Linked DNA regions of Zea mays: all the other regions are linked to region 2. Evidence: chromatin contacts called from public Hi-C data. All regions are on one chromosome and are shown on one strand. Each heading gives the region's core, a stretch centred on a gene start, on an enhancer-like site or on the middle of the called end of the contact. The rest is flanking DNA. Distances are from core to core; before and after follow the strand shown.

What was found. Hi-C and Micro-C count contacts between places; a contact is called where the count stands out from the background.
Region 1: a Hi-C map of ear shows a contact between it and region 2, with 4 times the contacts expected there. The contact joins the promoter of LOC103651969 here to the promoter of LOC100282195 in region 2. A contact is called at or near these places in 6 of 25 Hi-C or Micro-C datasets (bundle sheath, ear, endosperm and 2 more) and 1 of 3 datasets of contacts at active chromatin or transcription factors (leaf).
Region 3: a Hi-C map of ear shows a contact between it and region 2, with 4 times the contacts expected there. The contact joins the promoter of LOC103650144 here to the promoter of LOC100282195 in region 2. A contact is called at or near these places in 3 of 25 Hi-C or Micro-C datasets (ear, leaf and tassel).

What each region holds. Positions count from the first base shown.
Region 1 is chr3:61,484,289-61,487,024 of Zm-B73-REFERENCE-NAM-5.0, forward strand. It overlaps LOC103651969 (gibberellin 2-beta-dioxygenase 2), which reads right to left and starts at 1,444. Exons shown (of 3, transcript XM_008677633.4): 1 at 926-1,444. The coding sequence starts at 1,323.
Region 2 is chr3:61,801,179-61,804,030 of Zm-B73-REFERENCE-NAM-5.0, forward strand. LOC100282195 reads left to right here and starts at 1,300. Exons shown (of 10, transcript NM_001155107.2): 1 at 1,300-1,957; 2 at 2,073-2,180; 3 at 2,289-2,384; 4 at 2,487-2,579; 5 at 2,795-2,852. The coding sequence starts at 1,624.
Region 3 is chr3:61,340,856-61,343,887 of Zm-B73-REFERENCE-NAM-5.0, forward strand. LOC103650144 (neutral/alkaline invertase 1, mitochondrial) reads left to right here and starts at 1,758. Exons shown (of 6, transcript XM_008675791.2): 1 at 1,758-3,032. The coding sequence starts at 2,488. LOC103650143 (a long non-coding RNA gene) reads right to left here and starts at 1,235. Exons shown (of 3, transcript XR_002268359.2): 1 at 764-1,235; 2 at 654-691; 3 at 1-535.

The DNA.
Region 1 (2,736 bases), core at 194-2,693, 320 kb before region 2:
ATGAGCAATACAAGCTATTAGAAGTGTGAAACAACTCACCAGGTTTGAGAACTAAATAGAGATATCTTGGAAGTTATTATATATTGAGAAAACTCATTTAAGAAATTGTTGTAGCATGATTTTTGTTTACTAACACCCTAAATCAACTTTAGGGAGTTTTTTGTGGAACTACTGGAGGTGACCAACATGCACTTCTAGAATCATAAATTTCCCTACCAGTGCAAAATTCAACACCCACAGGCTAAGGCCCTGCTTGGTTTCTTTAGTCACCTGACTAAATTTTAGTGACTAAAGTATCTCGTTTGGTTCCAGTGACTAAATCTTACTAAAAAGCATTAATTGGTGTGAATAATGATTGCATTACCCCTATTAATTAGTGGACATGTGTTGCACTAAAAAAGAGAAGATAGCAAATGAGGTAAAAATCCTACTTTAGTCTCTTTTAGTCACCCCTTAGTGACTAAAGAATGTAAGTTTAGTTATCCCACTTTAGTCATCCTGTTTGCTTCTTTAGGGACTAAAAATGACTAAATTTTAGTCACTAGACTTTAGTCATCCCAAACCAAACGGGCCTAATTCACGTTTCGAGTAGTGTTGGCCAGTAGGCGTCGCATCAGGTTTATCCACTTGCTAGAATCAGAGACAAGGCACGCCGATTTCTTTCTTTCATCATCTTCATTTTAAAAAACTGACTCAGGCGCATTGGTATATACTACCTATGGCACTAACGACGACTAATGATGCATCTTGCACAAGAAATAAATTTTCGCGTCGATACATAATTTAAGTGATTATAACAATAATATATCATATACAATATAGAGACGTTTGCAACTTTCCAGAGTAGATGAACAAAACTAAACAAAGGCTACAAGAACATGTGCAAAATAATTAATATACAATATAATCGTAGATATGATATTACCTGAACCGCGAAGGGTCCTCCGCGTCGATGACCATGGCCTTGCGCGCCACTGCTGCGGGTTGGGCGTGCAGGATGAGGTACTCCAGCTCGCCGACGTCGCCGTTGGCACCAATGTTCCGGCTGCCATACCCCAGCGGGTCCGGCGGCCCGGCCGCCTGCTTCACCGGAGCGGGGCGCGCGAAGAACGCCGACGTGGCGGCGTCCAGCCGGGCGGACACCCGCGGCGGCACGCCGTGGTTGACGGCCTTGAAGAAGCCGCGCTCCGCGCAGGCGCGCACCAGCCGGCGCGCCAGCTCGCCGCGCCCCGACGGCGCCGACATGTCCACCGTCGGGATAATGCCGAGCGGGAGAGACTCCGGCGCCATGTCCCGGCCTGCCGCCGCCGACGGCGCTACCATGGCTAGATGATTATTGCGTGGTATGAATATGATTGCACGTGTACCGTGTTGCGTACTTGTGGAGCGCGCGCGCGCGCGAGAGAGAGTTTTAGAGTGGCAGTGAGGATGATGATGCCGCCGGCCGGCCGGTCGGGGTGTGGGTGTGGCAGCCGCGGGCAGCGCACGTATAAATGGTACACGGTGGGGGTGGAGTTGAAGATTCCGCTTGGAATGCTGACAGTTTGTTCTGGTTTTGACCTGGTGTCCTGGCCTCGAGTTATTAGTAGTATTTGCTACGGATGATTCAACGAAGCAGCTGGCGGCCGATCCCTCCCTTTTCTTGGAATTGCAGGCCGCGATGTAATTTTATTTGCTGGGCCTGTGTTGGGTACGGGAGAGCAGATCTTCTGTGGTTGTCATGTTGATGAGGGGCCTGGTGACAACCTTTCCGCCCCACCTGGTGATGTGCATTTTAAATACTAGATGGTTAGAATAATACCAGCTCTTGACATCTAATATATTTAATAGTTAAAGATAAAAAGTAATTATAGATGGTTAGAGGATTAGAGGAAAGCAGCGAGCGCGCTAGATCGTCGTCATCGTCCAATTGAGCAGTGGAACAGCACACAGCATAGTGTGGCACAGAGGATCCGATGCTCCCGGAGGGTGCAAAAGCGTTCCATTCAGTACAGCTCGATGCATTGCCGTCCTGAATTAGTTTAGTCGTCTTTGTTTAGTTAAGTTCATTCTGACAGCACCTGGTTCATCGACCATGCATGCATGTCTTGTATCGGCAGATGATGCCAGTGCCCAAAACGGAAAACTCACCGTTGGAGCATCAGGAACGTGCACCGCCCAGAAAGAGAAACATTGTCTGCTTCTTGCCTGAATGTGCTGGCCGCCGTAGCGTGCATCGACATTTCCATTTCATCACCTACCTGTTACTACATACGGTTAAATAATTAGCATTGATTAAAGACGTTCCTTAAAAGAACAGATATTAAAGGTTTTTTTTTCTTCTGAAGCCTTGTTCGTACGAACCGACACTAAAAAGTCTAAAATGCCTCTTTGTAACTTTGGTTCCATCCCAGAACTTTCAGTTCTAGCTTACTAGTAGGAATATAAATGGTACTGATATTATACATTCGTATTTAATTTCAATTCGTCTAAGAGAGATGAGAACCGATCTGTATCCGAGTCTAGGTACTCAGTTTCAGATTAAATCTGTTCTTTATCCATATCCGTTTTCTTAAAGTTGGATATTTGAAATATCGATATTCATTCAAATCTTATTCGACACAACTTGATAATATCCAAATTTGTTTCGAATCTAAAGAGAAAATATGAAAATAAATATAGAAGGAGTAATATCCATCCGTATCGGATTCGTTTACACCCTACCCTTAAGTCTTTAATACCGGTTGTAACTTTAGC
Region 2 (2,852 bases), core at 50-2,549:
AGCCTTCCCAAACGGTCTAAAAAAAGAGCTGCCAACAAAGAGCACGGAGAAGTCGAAGCCATTTTTATAGAGAGGAGCCAAAGCCAAAAAATTGGCTCCTAGCGGCTCCTCCTCTCACTCCCCTTCTCTCACGTTTAGAGGAGTCATTTTGCCAAATGATTTATTAAAAAAACACTGGCTTCTATAGAGTTGTTCTTCAAAAGAAGTCAGAGCCAAAGTCAGTTTTAGAGGGCTGGAGGTGTACCAAATGAAGCCTAATTATTAGATTTAGTGCATTCAAACAGTGGCGGACGTAGGACCAAAATTCAGGGGGGCCAAAAAGACCACATGAGAGACATGATTTTCTAGTCCGTCGACCGCATGGGACAAGTCATATCGTTGCGACGAGCGAGATATAGCTTGTCGAGCGGATTGACGTCACGGTAAAAACAGAAAGGGACGGAGGCGGTAGGAAGGGGCGAAGTCGGGTGACGTCGCATCGGGAATGGGTCGGTGGCGGAAACGGGGCAGCGAGCAGACTGGTTTAGGTGGTGTCGGGAAGATTAGAGTTAGACTGGTAGATGCAAGGACTGGACCGAGAGGATCCGGCGAGCAGGCTCATAACATGGTTGTTTTATGCCATGTTCTAAACCTCTAGAGCTAACTGTTAACTAGTTTTAGCTAGGTTGGGGCATCTAACAACTAATACTTATTTAAGGGCTATAGCTAACAATTAGTTGATCCATTCTAAACCTTTCGACTAATTTTAGTAACTAGCTATTAGTTTTAGAGATTTAGAAAGACTTTAAACTATTTAAAACTTTGATTTTTTTCTACACTTAATACTAAATAATCATTATACATAAAAGGGTGTACAAAATTGAGAGAGGGCCATGACCCACTTTGCCCCCTATGGATCCGCCTCTGCATTCAACTCATGTTTATTAGTATTAGTCTGTATATTTTATAACATTAGCCCATGACGAGGCCCAAAGGAACACGACGTCCACGGGCCATATCGCGCCGCTGCAAATTTATTTTTGGCAGGTTCCGTTCTGGGGTGCCTGCCAAAGTCCGTCGTCGACCCGGCCACGCCTAGCCAAGAATGCCCTCAACGAAAATGAAATGAAACCAAATCTTGATCCTTGGGAGCTGCTACTGCGACCATTTCAAGGATACTTTACTGACTACGGTCACGCAGTTGCAGGCAGCCGTCAGTGGAAGATTCCCTCGGCTAGACCGCTAGAGTGCAGCGGCAGCAAATAAAAATCGTTTATGTTATCCGGCCGGCGGCTCACATGCGGCAACACCACCCAATCCCCCCAACAACCCGTGCCTGCCGTGATCCTTCCGACGCCGTTCCCCGGCCACCTCCACCGCCAATGGCAGGCGCCATCCGCTTCACATGACCTCACTGTTACACGGCTCGAGCTGCCTAGCTGTGGCTGTGAGCCCCTTCTACCTTCTTGGCTGTTTGCTAGCTAGAGGCCGAGAACGAAGCCAGCCCCGTTTTCTGATCCTTCGCACAGTGGCGCTGCACGTGCCTCTCTCGATCTGTCGCCTTCTCCTCTTCTTCGCCTTGTACCGTCTGCTGAGCAGTGAGCACGGAACAAGATCGAACCACGGCCTCACATACTCGCGCATATGGCGACAATGGCAGGGCGTCTTGTTGCCCGGACGTCGTCCTCCTCGGCCAAGCGCCAGCGGTTCAGCTCCGCTGTTCTCCTCCTCGCTCTCTTCCAGAGCTCGTGGTGCTACGACGACGCGGCGGCGACGACGACGGTGGATTACGGTTACAACAACGAGCACGAGGCCGACCGGGTGGCGTTCCTCCCCGGGCAGCCGAGGAGCCCTCCGGTGTCGCAGTTCGCCGGGTACGTCACCGTGAACGAGCGCAACGGGAGGGCGCTCTTCTACTGGTTCTTCGAGGCCCAGACGTCGCCGGCGCACAAGCCTCTCCTACTCTGGCTCAATGGAGGTTCTTGCCTTCCACTCTTAGAAAACCCTGATCAATTACATTGAATTGTCCTACGAAATGTTTTCTGCATTCTTCAGGAAAGTTAATAATACTAATATTTCTGCATAACATGCAGGACCTGGTTGCTCGTCCGTTGGGTACGGAGCTGCTTCTGAGTTGGGGCCTCTCAGAGTCAACAGACACGGGGCAGGGCTTGAGTTCAACAATTTTGCGTGGAACAAAGGTGCCTGCACCAATTTCTCCTCTCTTTTTTTGGCTGGCTAAAGAAGAGCGCAATATAACCAAGTGAAACTGACCCCTCCTTTGCTGCACCTTCCACTGCTCTTGCCAGAGGCCAACTTGCTCTTCCTAGAGTCTCCTGCTGGGGTTGGCTTCTCCTACACCAACACATCATCCGACCTCACCAAACTGGATGATGCTTTCGTAGGTAGTTTCAGTGTTCTTTAGAGAGTAATGTGTTCACTGCATCATTGTTTTAGAAATGTTTTAAGATGCGTGCGTGGTGTCATTTTTGTTTTCACTTTTGCAGCTGAAGATGCATACAGCTTCCTAGTAAATTGGCTCAAAAGGTTTCCGCAGTATAGGAGCCACGAATTTTATATCTCCGGGGAGAGCTACGCAGGTAATTCATGCCATGATGAGCTTACCAATAATTGTTTCCTGATTGCCAACAAAGAACGATGTAGTATATGATTTTTGCACATAACGAAACATAGTTTCCTGATTGTCAACACCGTTAGAGGTTGCATGGAATATTAGCAAGCCCACTGGCCATGAGCCCATGATATCCTTCTTTTTCTCAGCCCATCAGTCATAAAGAATTCTGAATGAATGCAGGTCACTATGTGCCACAACTTGCTGAACTTGTCTATGACAGGAACAAGGGCAACACCAA
Region 3 (3,032 bases), core at 508-3,007, 460 kb before region 2:
TTTTGGAGTATCAAAAAGACTACAAGCTAGCGGCAACAAAAAATGGGTTACTAACATCTCTGTAACACTTGCTACATAGGTGTTAGTTAGCCATACAAATTTCTAAAATTCTAAAAATAAATGTAAAATCTAGTAATTAAAATTAGAGGAATTCTATCTTCTAACAAAGGAAACAATAACAAACTAAGTAAATCTAAAGCGGGCTACAAAAAACTAATTGAAATGACCTTAAACAGTGTCCCGGTTCGCACAGAAAATATTCCTAGCTCTAAGTTCACCAAAATAAAGGAACATGCCAAGTCCAAGACACAGATTAGTTTCATTGTGATGCCCTCTATACAAAAAGGATTTCCAATTGATACAATGCCAACTCGTAAATTTCGCAAGGAAAAGTTGGGACCATGTTTGACAAGGCACGTCAGATCTTTCAGTAAACCATATCAAGGAAAGCTGGCAGATCTGGACTAGGCAAGTAAATCCCCTTTATATTAGCTTTCTTGTCATGAAAATTTCCACACAATAACCACGCATGGACCTGGCCACAAATGAATTCCAGTCAGTGTTATGATCCAAGCTGAGCCATTACCTGCTAGCATATCTCCCCACTAGGACTCCCAACAAAGCAAAGTTGAACCTGTTCTTTAATTCAATACCTAGAGACTTGAAGACTCCTAACACGAAGAAGCTCGATCTATCCAACAAGACAAGAAAAAAACGTAAACAAAAAGCAACCATACAGAGTGAATGTGCAGGATCTACTTACCACGATGCTGATGAACACGACCTTCTCGTTCTCGCTGCATCAGGGGCCCTTCCTCGTCGTCCGCGCATCGCCATCGAGCAGCTCATCACTCCTCCAGCACCCTGCCCCTTCTTGGACCCAGGGCACGACACCATTCTTGATGTCTGGGAGGGAGGGATCGGCGACCACCCCTTGCGTCGTCCGAGGGGGAGATGAGGTGAATGGGGATAGGAGGATGAGTGGCGGCGAGGGCGTGCATGGAGACAGCGAGGGCGGGTTCTGCGATGCGTGCGGAGGAATGGCGACGACGGATGTGGGATGGAGAGCGGTTAGGTTTTTGTGGCTGGGTGTGATAACAATTCGATGGGTGGATTTTGTGTGTGTGCGCGTGGGGGTTACACATGCACAATATGGAGGTCGGACCCGTGCGGTGCGTGCAGGCGCACCTGGTCGGCTGTTCTGTGGTCAGGGCTTTCTTTAGTTAGAAAGAGGCCAGGGCTTCAAATATATAAACTATATATATATATATATATATAACATACGATAAATTTTGTTTTAATAAAGCACAAAATATATGTTTTCTATTGATTAGGTGAATATAGTGCCAACAACAAGGTTTAGAACACTCAATTATACATAATTTCACCTTATTTTTTTACATAAACTCTCCTATTATAGCAGTATAGAAGAGATTATAAAATTGCGGGTTGATTATAAAGAAATGTAGGATTTTTTTAAAAAATATTGACACGGGACGACCGTTGAAACTGATGATTTAATATAGTAAATAAAAGATATACACGGTGCTAATTTAAAATTATACCATGAATTTCTAAGCATGAGAAAAATACATTACCCAAACACGATTTTCACGATGGTAATTTCATCCAGCCCTACAGCCAAAAGAAGGACAATGACCACCATTTCTCCATTTAGCCAATGGGCATGCTGCATGCAGGGAAAAAACTTCAGAAACGTGACCTTTAAATCCAAGGTGGACCCCACCAGCTACCGCGCGATCTTTTATGAGCTGTCTGGTTGCTTTTGCTTGCAACATTTTAGACCTCGCCGGCGGTATATAACATTATTAGCATTTTTATGTGGTTGGTTACATGTACACTATCATTGACCTGGGAAAACAGATGCAAGCGAGGCTCTCTAGCCTGGTGTGCCATAGGCCCATAGAAAGCGGGTGACTTTAAACTCGTTCTTTTATTATATATCTTTTAGTTAAGATATTTAATTATCAAACTGATTTTGCTTTTATGTTTTTAACATGGTAGGAACAAAACTTGATCACACTTGTTATATAAATTTAAATATTAATTTTATTTATATCACTTTTATATACTCATAAATGCAGCCAAACATAAATTATATCTGATTTGTAGAAGCTCCAACAAGTCAATAACCCACCAAAGAAAGGCTCTTGCTGTCAGTATTGCACATGCTGGACCTGCCTAAAAGGAGCCTGCCTCCTCAAATATACAAGCCACGGTGGCCAGGCTCCGAGAAAAGGAAATCAAACAGCCCCTATAAAAAAAAGCCTGGCTCCCTCCCAGCTCTCCTCTGCCTTATGCTCCCCAGTCCCCACCTAACCCAAACCGAACCGGCCCTTCGCACTTCCGCAGAACGAGCACTCGTGGACCAAATATTTGGCACAAGTTAGCTTTGCCTGTTTCTTGCGTGTAGATCCCTCAAGGTTTCTCCGCCGCGCGCCCGTGCCCTTCGCCGGAGCTTGCCATATGAATGGTCAAACCCCGATGGGGCTCGCCGCCGTAGCAGTGAGGCCGTGCTGCAGCCGCCTCATCTCGTCCGCCTCCGCCGCCGCGGCGTCAAAGACGGCGGCGGGCACCGCGACCTCGCTCTTCCCCAGATTGCCCCACCCGCACCACCCCCCGTACGGCCGGCGCCTCCCCTTCCTCGTCTCCGCGGCGTCGCAGTCGCAGGCCGGCCCGGGCACTCCTCCCACCCCTGTACCAGCCCCCGTCCCCTCCGACCCCCGCGCTGCCGTTTCCGGCAACCTTCCTTTCTTCGACCGCGTCCTCTTTCCCGACTCGTTCCCGCTTGAGACCCCGCCCTCCAAGGAGGAGGAGGACGCGGCAGCGCTGCAGACCGATGAGGCCGTGGCGCCGGCCGTCCCCTTGAGGGAGGAGACGGAGACAGAGAGGGAGGCGTGGAGGCTGCTGCGGAGGGCGGTCGTCAGCTACTGCGGCGAGCCCGTGGGGACGGTGGCGGCGGAGGACCCCGAGTGCACGGAGATGCTCAACTACGACCAGGTCTTCATCAG